Linked DNA regions of Mus musculus: region 1 is linked to region 2. A link is a contact called in public Hi-C data. All regions are on one chromosome and are shown on one strand. The core of a region is the stretch at or near the end of the contact, and the rest is flanking DNA. Distances in the headings are between cores, read along the strand shown.

The links. Hi-C and Micro-C count contacts between places; a contact is called where the count stands out from the background.
Region 1: a Hi-C map of B cells shows a contact between it and region 2, with 5 read pairs. The contact joins the promoter of Ghitm here to the promoter of Rps24 in region 2. A contact is called at or near these places in 2 of 484 Hi-C or Micro-C datasets (B cells and CD4 T cells).

What each region holds. Positions count from the first base shown.
Region 1 is chr14:37,132,285-37,137,565 of GRCm38.p6, reverse strand. Ghitm (growth hormone inducible transmembrane protein) reads left to right here and starts at 2,244. Exons shown (of 9, transcript NM_078478.5): 1 at 2,244-2,371; 2 at 3,763-3,933; 3 at 4,296-4,395. The coding sequence starts at 3,802.
Region 2 is chr14:24,486,792-24,492,499 of GRCm38.p6, reverse strand. Rps24 (ribosomal protein S24) reads right to left here and starts at 1,822. Exons shown (of 6, transcript NM_011297.3): 1 at 1,742-1,822; 2 at 685-750; 3 at 384-593. The coding sequence starts at 1,744. Polr3a (polymerase (RNA) III (DNA directed) polypeptide A) reads left to right here and starts at 5,442. Exons shown (of 31, transcript NM_001081247.2): 1 at 5,442-5,627. The coding sequence starts at 5,584.

The sequences.
Region 1 (5,281 bases), core at 995-3,494, about 13 Mb before region 2:
AGCCCTGAAGTAATCAAGAATTTGGGTGAATTAAAAGGCTGTTACCTTCTCATTTTTCTCCATTTCTTTGCACAAATTCTTTTAAAACTAGTTAATCATAAAGGTTGTAAGGTGGCTCCCCAGTCAATGGGGAACAGAGAGAGTCATCCTGGTGTGAGTAAAAAGCAAGTGAACTTCCTGCCAGATATGCTCGATATCCTGCTTTAGGTTGTTGCACACTTAGTTAGGGTTTTACTTCTGTGAACTGACACCATGACCAAGGCAACTTTTATAAGGACAACATTTAATTGGGGCTGGCTTACAGGTTCAGAGGTTCAGTCCATTAGCATCAAAGTGAGAGCATGGCACCATACAGGCCGGCATGGTGCAGGAGGAGCTGAGAGTTCTACATCTTCATCTAAAGGCAGCAGCAGAATACTGACTTCCAGGCAGCTAGGACTAGGGTATCAAAGCCCATGCCCACGGTGACACATCTATTCGAACAAGGCTACACCTCCTAATAGTACCACTCCCTGGAACAAACACATATAAACCATCACACATACTTTTTTATTTATTAACAAAAATAGTTTGCTATACCGATCTACTTTCACTTTGCTTGTGTATTCCTTTGTGCAACACTGGAAGTATTCTTGGTTTGATTCTATCAAAAGTTGTAGGAGGGTGCTCTTTCATGGATACCAAGAAATAACCTCTTGGGCTGAAAAGATGGCTCAAGCACTAAAGGTCAGGCTCCTAACCAAAAATAAAAGAGACATGTCTCTTATTGTAATAAATTATTTTCCACTGAGGCATTTCAGTAGCCTTCACACACACACACACACACAATAAAATAAAATAAAATAAAATAAAATAAATAAAAACCTTCACAAGAAGAGTGGTTTGTATGTATTCTGTTACTCAAGTGGAGCCTGAAGCTTGACAACAAACAAACAAAAATGTCATTGAAAAGTCAAAAGGTAAAAAAGAAAAAGAAAGAAAGAAAGAAGAGAAAAGAAAAAAGAAAAAAAAGAGAAAAGGAAAGGAAAGGAAAGGAAAGGAAAGGAAAGGAAAGAAAAACTCGGAAATAAACCCCTCTAGATCTCACCATCAGTAGTACACTCAAGAAGCAGGTTGGCTCTAATTTAAAAAAAAAAAAAATGCCACATTTGGTAGGAATGTTTTTATGGCAATTAGAAAAAATGTGTTATTCAATTTTGACACTATGCCCCACCCCCAGCCCCTGCCGCAGACTAGGTCTGTCTTACTCTGGCCATTCTGAAACTCACTACTATATAGACCATTGGCGTTATTTTCTGGCTAAACGCCCAAAACAAGAAACTCAACCAATGATTGTTTAACTATCCATCTAACTTCTAAAAGTTCCTAAAATTAAGGCTTAGTTTTCAGTACATACAAAAAAAAAATTGATCATAAGTTATAAAAACATAAACTTTATTAAAATGCTCAAGTTAATTTTGTGTATTGATATGTTCATACATGAGTTCATGTAGCATAATAGCTAAAGCAAAGTAGTGAAAATGCCTAGGTGGGTTCTGTCATTCCATAAATACAAAAGATTTGGTCCTGGCCTTATAATTAATTCAAAGTAAATTAATATATGCAGAACTCACTAAACCAGTATCAAATCCCTTAACATTTGCATAATGAATGAAAAGGAGAGCGCGTCAAGTACCTCTCACATAGCTCAAGACACCCTGCCTAGCCACAGCCCCAGCAGTGATAAAAATTAAGCAGTTAACGAAAGTCTGACTAAATTATACCTCTAAGGGTTAGTTAATTTCGTGCCAGCCAACGCGACTAGACGATTAACCCAAACTAATTACTCTCGGCGTAAAACGTGTTTTAAGAATGACTCTTAAATAGAACAAAATCCAATTTAAATGTGAAAATTCATTGTTAAACCTAAATCCAATAACAAAAGTAATTCTAAGCTGGCCTAGAGCTCACAGCGATCTACCTGCCTCCCCAAAAAGTGGGACTTAAGGAGTGCGCTGCCAACCAGTCCAACTCCCTTTTTCGCCCCCACACCTATTGGCAGCGAGTGCGCACAACGCACAACGCAGATGCCCAAAGCGTTTGCCAGTGTCGGCTTCCTTACTCGGACCCAGAAAGGACGCTGACTGTGACGTTTTCGAAACACAAACTTCCATTGGTCCGGTCTCCAAACCAAGCCCCGCCTTCGCCACTGCGCCCGCCCTTCCGTTAGAAGCCTGCTCTCGATTGGCTGCTTGTACTATTTACCTTTTGTCCGGATATTGCGTGACGCTGTGAGTCGCGCGGTTGCGGAGGAGCGGGCAGAGGGAGGTCGCACACTCTGAGTTTCGGTGACCCGGAAGGGAGCCCCGTGGTAGAGGTGACCGGAGCTGAGGTACTGCCTCGCGAGGCCTGAGAATTCCAGTCCTTGTGACGGGCGTCGGCACAGCGGGATCTGGGCTGGCTGCTACGGGCGGGGCGGGAAGGCCGGGCTCGTCCTCGCTCTTCATCTCCCTGGGCAGAGGGATGCTGAGTCAGCCGCTCGGGGACCCGCGCGGGGGCCCTAGCTGTCGGCGATCGGGTGCCGTGGGGGTGGTGCGTGGACGCGGAGGCAGCGGGCTAGCGGTGAGAGGGGAGGACCGGGCGCATCCGAACACTCAAGCTCAAGGAAGCGTTAGGAAGGGTCGCCACTAGTTCGTAGAGACCCAGCCCAGGAGCCGGTTTCAGACGTCCAGAATCTGCACTTAAATATATGGCAGATAACCCTCTTGGCTGTTCCACGACATAAGGCCACGCAGACTAGGTAGGCTCTGTTCGGGTCAGTAAGCTGAAGCCATAGGTTGAGATGATGTAATGGCATGAAAGTACCAAAAGGGCTCCGGGTTTTTTCCGCAAGGTCAGATGCCTAGAGCTGTGTGCACTTCGTAGTTCCGGAAATTCTTAACTTTGGAGGTGCTAGTTAAAACTTCTTTACATTCCTATAGTTTTAGGGTAATTCATGGGCGATTTCAAAGTCCCATTTTGGCCAAGTTTTCTTGTATTTAAATATTTTACAAATGGGGAGAAAGCGGAAATACAAATCACTTGCCTAAAATTCATCACAACTCATTGACCAGAAATGTGCCTTTAGCATCGCAGAAAGGCGTGTACTTAACTATTTATCGATATAGTCTAACTGGAACTGAGACAATTCAATTTTAGAATGTTGGGGGCAGGGGTTACCCTATTAAGAATACCAGAAGGTGTTTTAACAGGGAAACCTAGCAGGGCAATTTTGTTTATTTTGATTGAATGTTATGTAGTGGAATAATTTAATTTGAATGTATCTGTCGTATCTTAAAGGGAAGTAACATCTGACCTACTTGGTAGACATTTGCATGCCTGGCTTTTGTTCATGGTTTTTAGTCTCGAGTGGTTTAGTTATCTTTTCTCTGGATGATGTTTTTCTTGTGCTGAAATGTCACACAGATTCTTTTACTTTTACTCATTGAATGATGGAGTAAATATCAGGCCAAGCTATGTTTGTAAAATCTGTGATTGTGTCAACATAATAACATTGATTCTGTATTACATATATCTGGTCAAACTTGGATTTATATCATTGGCTGCCCATTCTAAACTAGATTTGTTGAGTCAGAAGGAACAAGGGAAGGATACAGCATTAAAAATTAATGAGGCCACTGTTCTGATTTTTTTCTTCTATTTAAATTAAGTTTCTTCTGATTTTGGCTACTATGTTTCCTTCTTAATTAACTAAATTTTTCCCCCCTCTACCTTTCTAACTAGCATTTCAGATCTGCTTAGTAAACCGGTGTATCGCCCACCATGTTGGCTGCAAGGCTTGTGTGTCTCCGGACACTACCTTCCAGGGTTTTCCAGCCCACTTTCATCACCAAGGCCTCTCCACTTGTGAAGAATTCCATCACAAAGAACCAATGGCTCGTAACACCCAGCAGGGTAAAGCATGCTTTTCCAGTATGGATTTCCGCCCCATTCAGATTTTCTGTTTTAGAATTTGGTGGTAATGGTGGTTGATTAGTGGGCTGTTCTGTGAGTTTCACTGCTTGGGAGTAGCTTACTCTTTAGTTAGTTACTGTAACAGTGATTTTTCTAAAGTGACAGTAAAGTTTCCAGTGAGCTTTGTCCTTGCCACTTCACATCATTCCAGTCCCTCCTTATCACAAATGCTTTAAGAGGGGTCCTGCACCTTTCCCATATCTAATATATTAGATAACTTTTATGTCCATACTACATTAGTTTAAAAAGATCCTATGTTTTATTGTAGCTCTGGGTGATATGTCTTTTTTTGTCTATGTCAGGAATATGCTACCAAGACAAGAATTAGGACTCACCGTGGGAAAACTGGACAAGAACTGAAAGAGGCAGCCTTGGAACCATCAATGGAAAAAATCTTTAAAAGTAGGTGGAAGTTAAGTATTTAATGTGAAGCCTGTGCATGTGTTTAGTCCACAAACAGCCTCCTGAAAATACATTCAAACATGTATATATGTATTTTCTGCAAGAAAAGTCGTACTTCTGTTTTTGGGGATCCAATAACCCAAAAGAGATTGGTGCTTTGCATTGGGTTTCATGGTTCCTGGTTATATTAAGATTTACTGGTTTTAGAAAAACCAAATTTATTATCATCCTATTATCTAAAATGGTAGAGCCTGTTTAGGGAGTTTATTTCAAGTTATTTAGAATCTTCATTCAAGCACATGTTTGTGAATGTCAATTTCTATTTAGTCATGTGTATGTCTGTGTGACTGTGCCAGGTGTGTGCTGAGGCCAACAGAGGCTAGAAGAAGGTATCTAATCACCTGGGACTAGGGTTATAGGTGATTGTATGCCATCTGAAGTAAATGCTGGGAACGGAACTGAAAGAGTTGCAAAGGGCTCTTAACTACAGAGCCATATCTGCAGCCCCTTGGAGGGTATTACCTTAATGAAGCCATTTTGATTCATAGTTTGGATTTTAACTTTGAAGATTCTGAAACCAGACTGCCAGGTTGCTAATCTTGCCTACACTATTTAAACAGAAGCACTGTACTTAATAGTTTTCGAAGTGTCACTGTATTATATACTGAGGAGAACCCTATCAGTATCATGAAAAGCATTGCTTTTTGATAAAAGTCTTGACCACAGAGAAGAAATCAAGATTTTCCAGTAACATTTTTAATGAACAAATTTAAGTTGAAGAGAGTAAGGTGTGGTCTTTATGAGCACCTGCCTCAGTAGAGTTGATACATTTTCATTTTTATTTTTATTTATTTATTGATTGATTTATATTCCGAGACCAGGGTTT
Region 2 (5,708 bases), core at 573-3,072:
TTGGACTACATGAAGTTTGTACATTTTTAAAGGTACCATGTGTGCATTGTATATTGTATATGGTAACTTTCCCATTAAATGATACCAACTTTTCCTAGGCATGGACGGCAGCACGGCTCATACAAAACAGTGAGGTATGGCAGTGCACACCTGCAATTCCACTACTTAGAAATAGAAAGCCCAGTAAAGACTGCTAAGTTCCAGTTCAGAAGGCCAGAGAAACTGCATGGAGATGGGCTAGTGGGTAGGTAGAACACCACAAGTTTGGCCCAAACTGCTTATTGTATCCCAATATACACTGGAAAACAAAATCTAACTTGCCATCCTAACTCAGTCCAGGCTGGGATTACAGGCATGTATCCATTAAAGAATAAGATACCTACTCTTGCCAGTCTGTGTTTAGGCTCATTCTTCTTTGCATAATCTAAAGAATCATAGATCATGCCAAAGCCAGTGGTCTTGCCACCACCGAAGTGGGTTCTGAATCCAAATACAAAGATGACATCTGGTGTGGTTTTGTACATTTTGGCCAGCTTTTCCCGAATTTCTGTCTTTGGTACTGTTGCCTTCCCAGGATGAAGGACATCAATGACCTATAAAGAGGTGTAAGAGTCAGTACTCCTTACAAGTTAACTACATCTTCAAAAGCAGACACAAAGACCACATTTTGACTCTGATCCTTACCATCTGTTTCCTCTGAAGCAGACGGTTGGTCATGAACTTCCTGGTCCGGATGGTTACTGTGTCATTCTGCAGGTAACACACAAGTCAGTAAGATGTTAAAAATCTCGTCTTGCCTTTGCTCTGGCCTTTCAGCAATTACTAGCAATGCAGTCTAGAAAGAGGCAGGAATTGGGGACAAGCTATAAAGGAAAGAAAAGGCAAAAAAGCCCCAAAGCAGGCGACAGCGCCTCATAAACTACCATAAAACAACTCATTTTCTCTCACGTCATCCAAACTTCACTTTAGATTATGGCTATCATTTGAAGTACTACTGATTTTGTGATCTCACATATTGATTTGAGAATCCCTGATCACCTGACACTGGACACCACCAGGACTCTCTACATGCTGCAACCAATGCCTCTAGTGCTTGGAGAGAGAAGTCTCAGTGGTTCCCAGCATCTCTCAGTGGCTACCCAGACACAGGACTTCGCCAACTTCTTCCCTAATTAGAGTAAGTACCGCAGTAGCTGGCATTCAGCGAGCTTAAACAGACACGAAAATTAGCAGAGATCAACTCAAATCGGCAGCTTGCACATGGCTGCTTGCCTTCCGAGCTCGACTCGAGGAATCGGGATTAAGTCACCTCGATAGCACCATGCACGAGTCAAAGAACAGCCCGCGCGTGGCGGAAGGCTCAGTCCTCCGCCTCAGAGAAGTGGACAAGGCCACTTTTTGGCGGTCCCCGAGGCACCCAAGTTCTGCTCCACCGCTCAGTCCGCTGGCCCAAGAGCCGGAGGCGCCTTCGTCACCTTGGCCCGCCAGCGCCCGCCTCACTCGTGCCCCTGAAGCTCCACAGGGGTTTCCATAGCCGAGGCCCGGGAGCCCAAAGCCCGGCGTGTTCCGGACGGCGGTGCCGGACAGCCGCGACTCGGCGACCCCGGGCGACCGGCCTCCGTGAGGCAGGCCGGAGCAGAGTAAGTGGGCCCCGGATGGCTGCAGCTCTAGTGGGGTCCCCGAACAGGCAGGGATGGCGCGGATAAGCGACGGATAGTGCTGAGAGCCCGAGGAGACTCACCATGATGGCTACGGCGCCGGAGCTGGAGAGGAGGAAAAGAGGACCGCTCACTGCCGACCAATCATATCAACGCGCAAGGAAGGACCCCAGCGCGGGGGCGTGGCTAAGGCCTTGGGGTAGACTACAGCAATGCCTGACCGAAAGTACTTGAAGCCACGCCTCGCTAGCCCTTAGCCACGCCCCAGACCTGGGCTCTGGCTGGCCTGAATTGGATCCACTCAAATTGATGTATGGTTACACAATCGCGTGTATATTTCCCATTCCCTTCTTTTCCGTCCTGCATTTGTATTTTGTTGTTTTCTGAAACAGGAGTTCACTATATAGCCCTGGCTGCCCTGAAACTATCGCTGTAGATCACGCTGACCTCGAATTCAAGAGAACGGCCTGCTTCTGCCTCCCAGGCACGTTGGATTTGAGAAATGTGCGCTACTTCACCCAGTAAAGTTCGCTTTCAATGTCATTTGTTTAAATCGGCGGTTCTCAGCCAAAGGGTCACGACCCTTTTGCAAGGGTTGCCCAAAACCATCAGGAAACAGATATTTACATTACAAGTCAAAATCACAGCAAATTAATTACAATTAAGTAATTACAATTAAGTAGCAACGAGAATAATTTTATTTTTTAAGTATTTATTTATTTATTTTTGGGTTTTTTGAGACAGGGTTTCTCTGTGCTGTCCTGGAACTCACTCTGTAGACCAGGCTGGCCTTGAACTCAGAAATCCGCCTGCCTTTGCCTCCCAAGTGCTGGGATTAAAGGCGTGCGCCACCACTGCCCGGCAGGAATAATTTTATAGTCAAGAGTTAACACAATATGAGGAACTGTAGTAAGAGGCCGCAGCGTTAGCAAGGCTAAGAACCACTAGTTTAAATCTTAGAGGCAGGTAGTTGGTTTAAATTGTTTCCACTAAGCAGGGCCTAAGAGGTAGAGGAAGGCAGATCTCTGAGTTTGAGGCCTACAAAGAGTTTTGGGTCAATCAGGGTTGCACAGTGAGACGCTGACTCAAGAATAAAATAAAGTGCCGGGCGGGCGTGGTGGCACATGCCTTTAATCCCAGCACTCGGGAGGCAGAGGCAGGTGGATTTCTGAGTTTGAGGCCAGCCTGGCCTACAAAGTGAGTTCCAGGACAGCCAGGACTACACAGAGAAACCCTGTCTCGAGAAACCAAAAAAAAAAAAAGAATAAAATAAAGTAAAACTTGTCTCCAAAAAAGTTCATCTTGAAGGCATTTAAGAAAGCCATTGGGGTCGGGGTGGGGTGGGGGCTTTGATCAGGGCGTAAAGTAAATAAATTAATTAATGAGAAAAAAAAGGCCTTTCAGTCAGCATCCCTGCTTTACACCAGGGAAATAGCAGAAACCTTAACTACTCACCCCTATTGCATTGACGTGACACCACGAGTTGCTAGTGACTTTTTCATAAGGTTTTTCGTGTGTGAGGCTTTAGGTTCTTTAAAACCAGACCTTCGAAGCCCATGCAAGGTCTTGAAAAATCCATTGCATTGCCAAGAATGATCCTGAATTCCTGATCTTTCTGCCTTCACCTCCCAAGTGGGGCACCACACCTAGCAGTTTATTGGATTGGAAGGGAGGATTGTGGCTCTTTTGGCTTTGAGACTTTCTGAGAGTCTTTTAAAAACTTGTGAGTTTTTAAAAGACTGGTTTTTATCCAGCCAGCCTGGATGACATGGCTGGATCCTGGCTCCAGTTAAAATTTTAAAAGAACTGAGGATGTAGGTCCACTCAGTGGCGGAACACTGTCTAATATGCAAAGGCTCTGGGTACAATCTACATTGTTCAGTATGCAATGGCTCTGAGTTCAATGCCCAGCTCTGGATGGAGAAAAAAAAAAAAAAGAAAGAAACTATCTATTTGAACCAGCTGTGGTGGCATACACCTATGAATGACCACACCAATCTGTGAAGTTAAATAAGAGGATTAGCCAAGAACTTGAGGCTATCCTGGGCTACAAAGCAAGCACCAACATACCAACTAGGGTTACATAGAGAGAACCTATCTCAAAATATATTTTGGGTTTTTTTTTGTATGTGTGTGAATCTCTGATCTGACACAAAATAAGCTTTTAATATTGCCTGAACCAGAAGTTAATGCTTTGCATAAAGTGGAGCAAACATGAATTAACAGCATTATTCCAAGGGAAATACCCGAGTACAGGGCTTAGTGTGCAGAGGAGACCAACCTGCACTTCTGCCTGCACACACACAAACACACACAAGTATGTTAAGTCCCCAAAGCAGGCCCCCAAACGGCAGTGCTGACGGCACTATTTTAAAGTGATGGTCTGGACCCCACCAGACCTTGCTAGGAAACAGACTTAAAGCATTTCTCAGAAGCCCTTAACAGCTGGCTGAAGGCTCCTGGCTGTATCTGTCAGTCTCCTCCCTGCCCAACAGAGTTCTCATGCTAACCACCGGGATTTTCTGAGCTGGCCCCACTCCAGCCATATAAGTCCCTAAAACCTAGCAAGGCTTTGCTGCTGGGAGCTGTCTTCTACTGTTCTTAGTGGTGGCCTGGCAGTTGGTTTTGTTTTGTTTTGTTTTGTTTTGTTTTTGAGACAGGGTTTCTCTGTGTAGCCCTGGCTGTCCTGGAACTCACTCTGTAGACCAGGCTGGCCTCGAACTCAGAAATCCACCTGCCTCTGCCTCCCGAGTGCTGGAATTAAAGGCGTGCGCCACCACGCCCGGCTTCTGGCAGTTTTTAATAGACCGTTCTTTCTCTCCTTGGAGAGCTGAAGGGTTGGGTGGGTTTTTGTTGCATCTATTTACAAAACACACAATTCAAAACGAACCATACATATATATTACATATGCTGTGTAAGAATAAGCGTGTTTATATGTGTTTGTATATATGTTTGTACACAAGTATGTAAATAGATATGTAAATTTACTTATTTATACCAGGTGGGATGTAACTGAGCACTGAGAGTATGGAGACAGGATGGCAAATTCAGTACCCGTCGGGACTATATATGGAGAGCCTTTCTCAGGAAACAACAACAACAACAACAACACACACACACACACACACACACACACACACGCGCGCGCCGGTCCTTGTTTGATTTTTTTTTCTATTTGATGTAACTTTTTGACCTTGAGATTTAAAAAAAAAAAAACAAAACTGCGGGGCGTGGTGGCGCATGCCTTTAATCCCAGCACTCGGGAGGCAGAGGCAGGCAGATTTCTGAGTTTGAGGCCAGCCTGGTCTACAGAGCGAGTTCCAGGACAGCCAGGGCTGCACAGAGAAACCCTGCCTTGAAAAACAAAAAAACAAAAAAACAAAAAAACAAAAAACAAAAAACAAAAAACAAAAAAAAAAAACAAACAAAAAAAGCGGTCCATCCGTCTCTTCTGCTGTTTTTTTGTTTTTGTTTTTGTTTTTGAGACAGGGTTTCTCTGTGTAGCCCTGGCTGTCCTGGAACTCGCTCTGTAGACCAGGCTGGCCTCGAGCTCAGAAATCCGCCTGCCTCTGCCTCCCAAGTGCCGGGATTAAAGGCGTGCGCCACCACGCCCGGCCTCTTCTGCTGTTTTGAGAAACCCACCTGAAAAAGCCATTTTCCCCCACTGATCTGCGCGGCCTAGGTGCATTTTCGTGAAGGAGCCGCTAGATGGCGATCTAGAAGGAGGGCTCAAAGCAGCGTCTGCCAAGCCTCTCTTCATAAAGTCCGGCGGCGGAAGAGGAAGCGGCACGTGCGGCGCTCTACGGTGGCCGGGGAGGCTGCTGCAGCTTCCTTACTCCTAAATACCTAAGCACCCCGGGAAGGTGCGGCGACAGTGGTTTTTGTAGTCGCAGCTCCGAGAAGGGCGTCCGGCCAGCCGGCACCATGGTGAAGGAGCAGTTCCGCGAGACGGATGTGGCTAAGAAAATGTAAGGACGCCCCCGAAGGGGTGGGGGTGAGGTGGAGGCTGAGGTCCCGGGTCCCAGAGTGTCCCAGGAGAGGGACAGTTG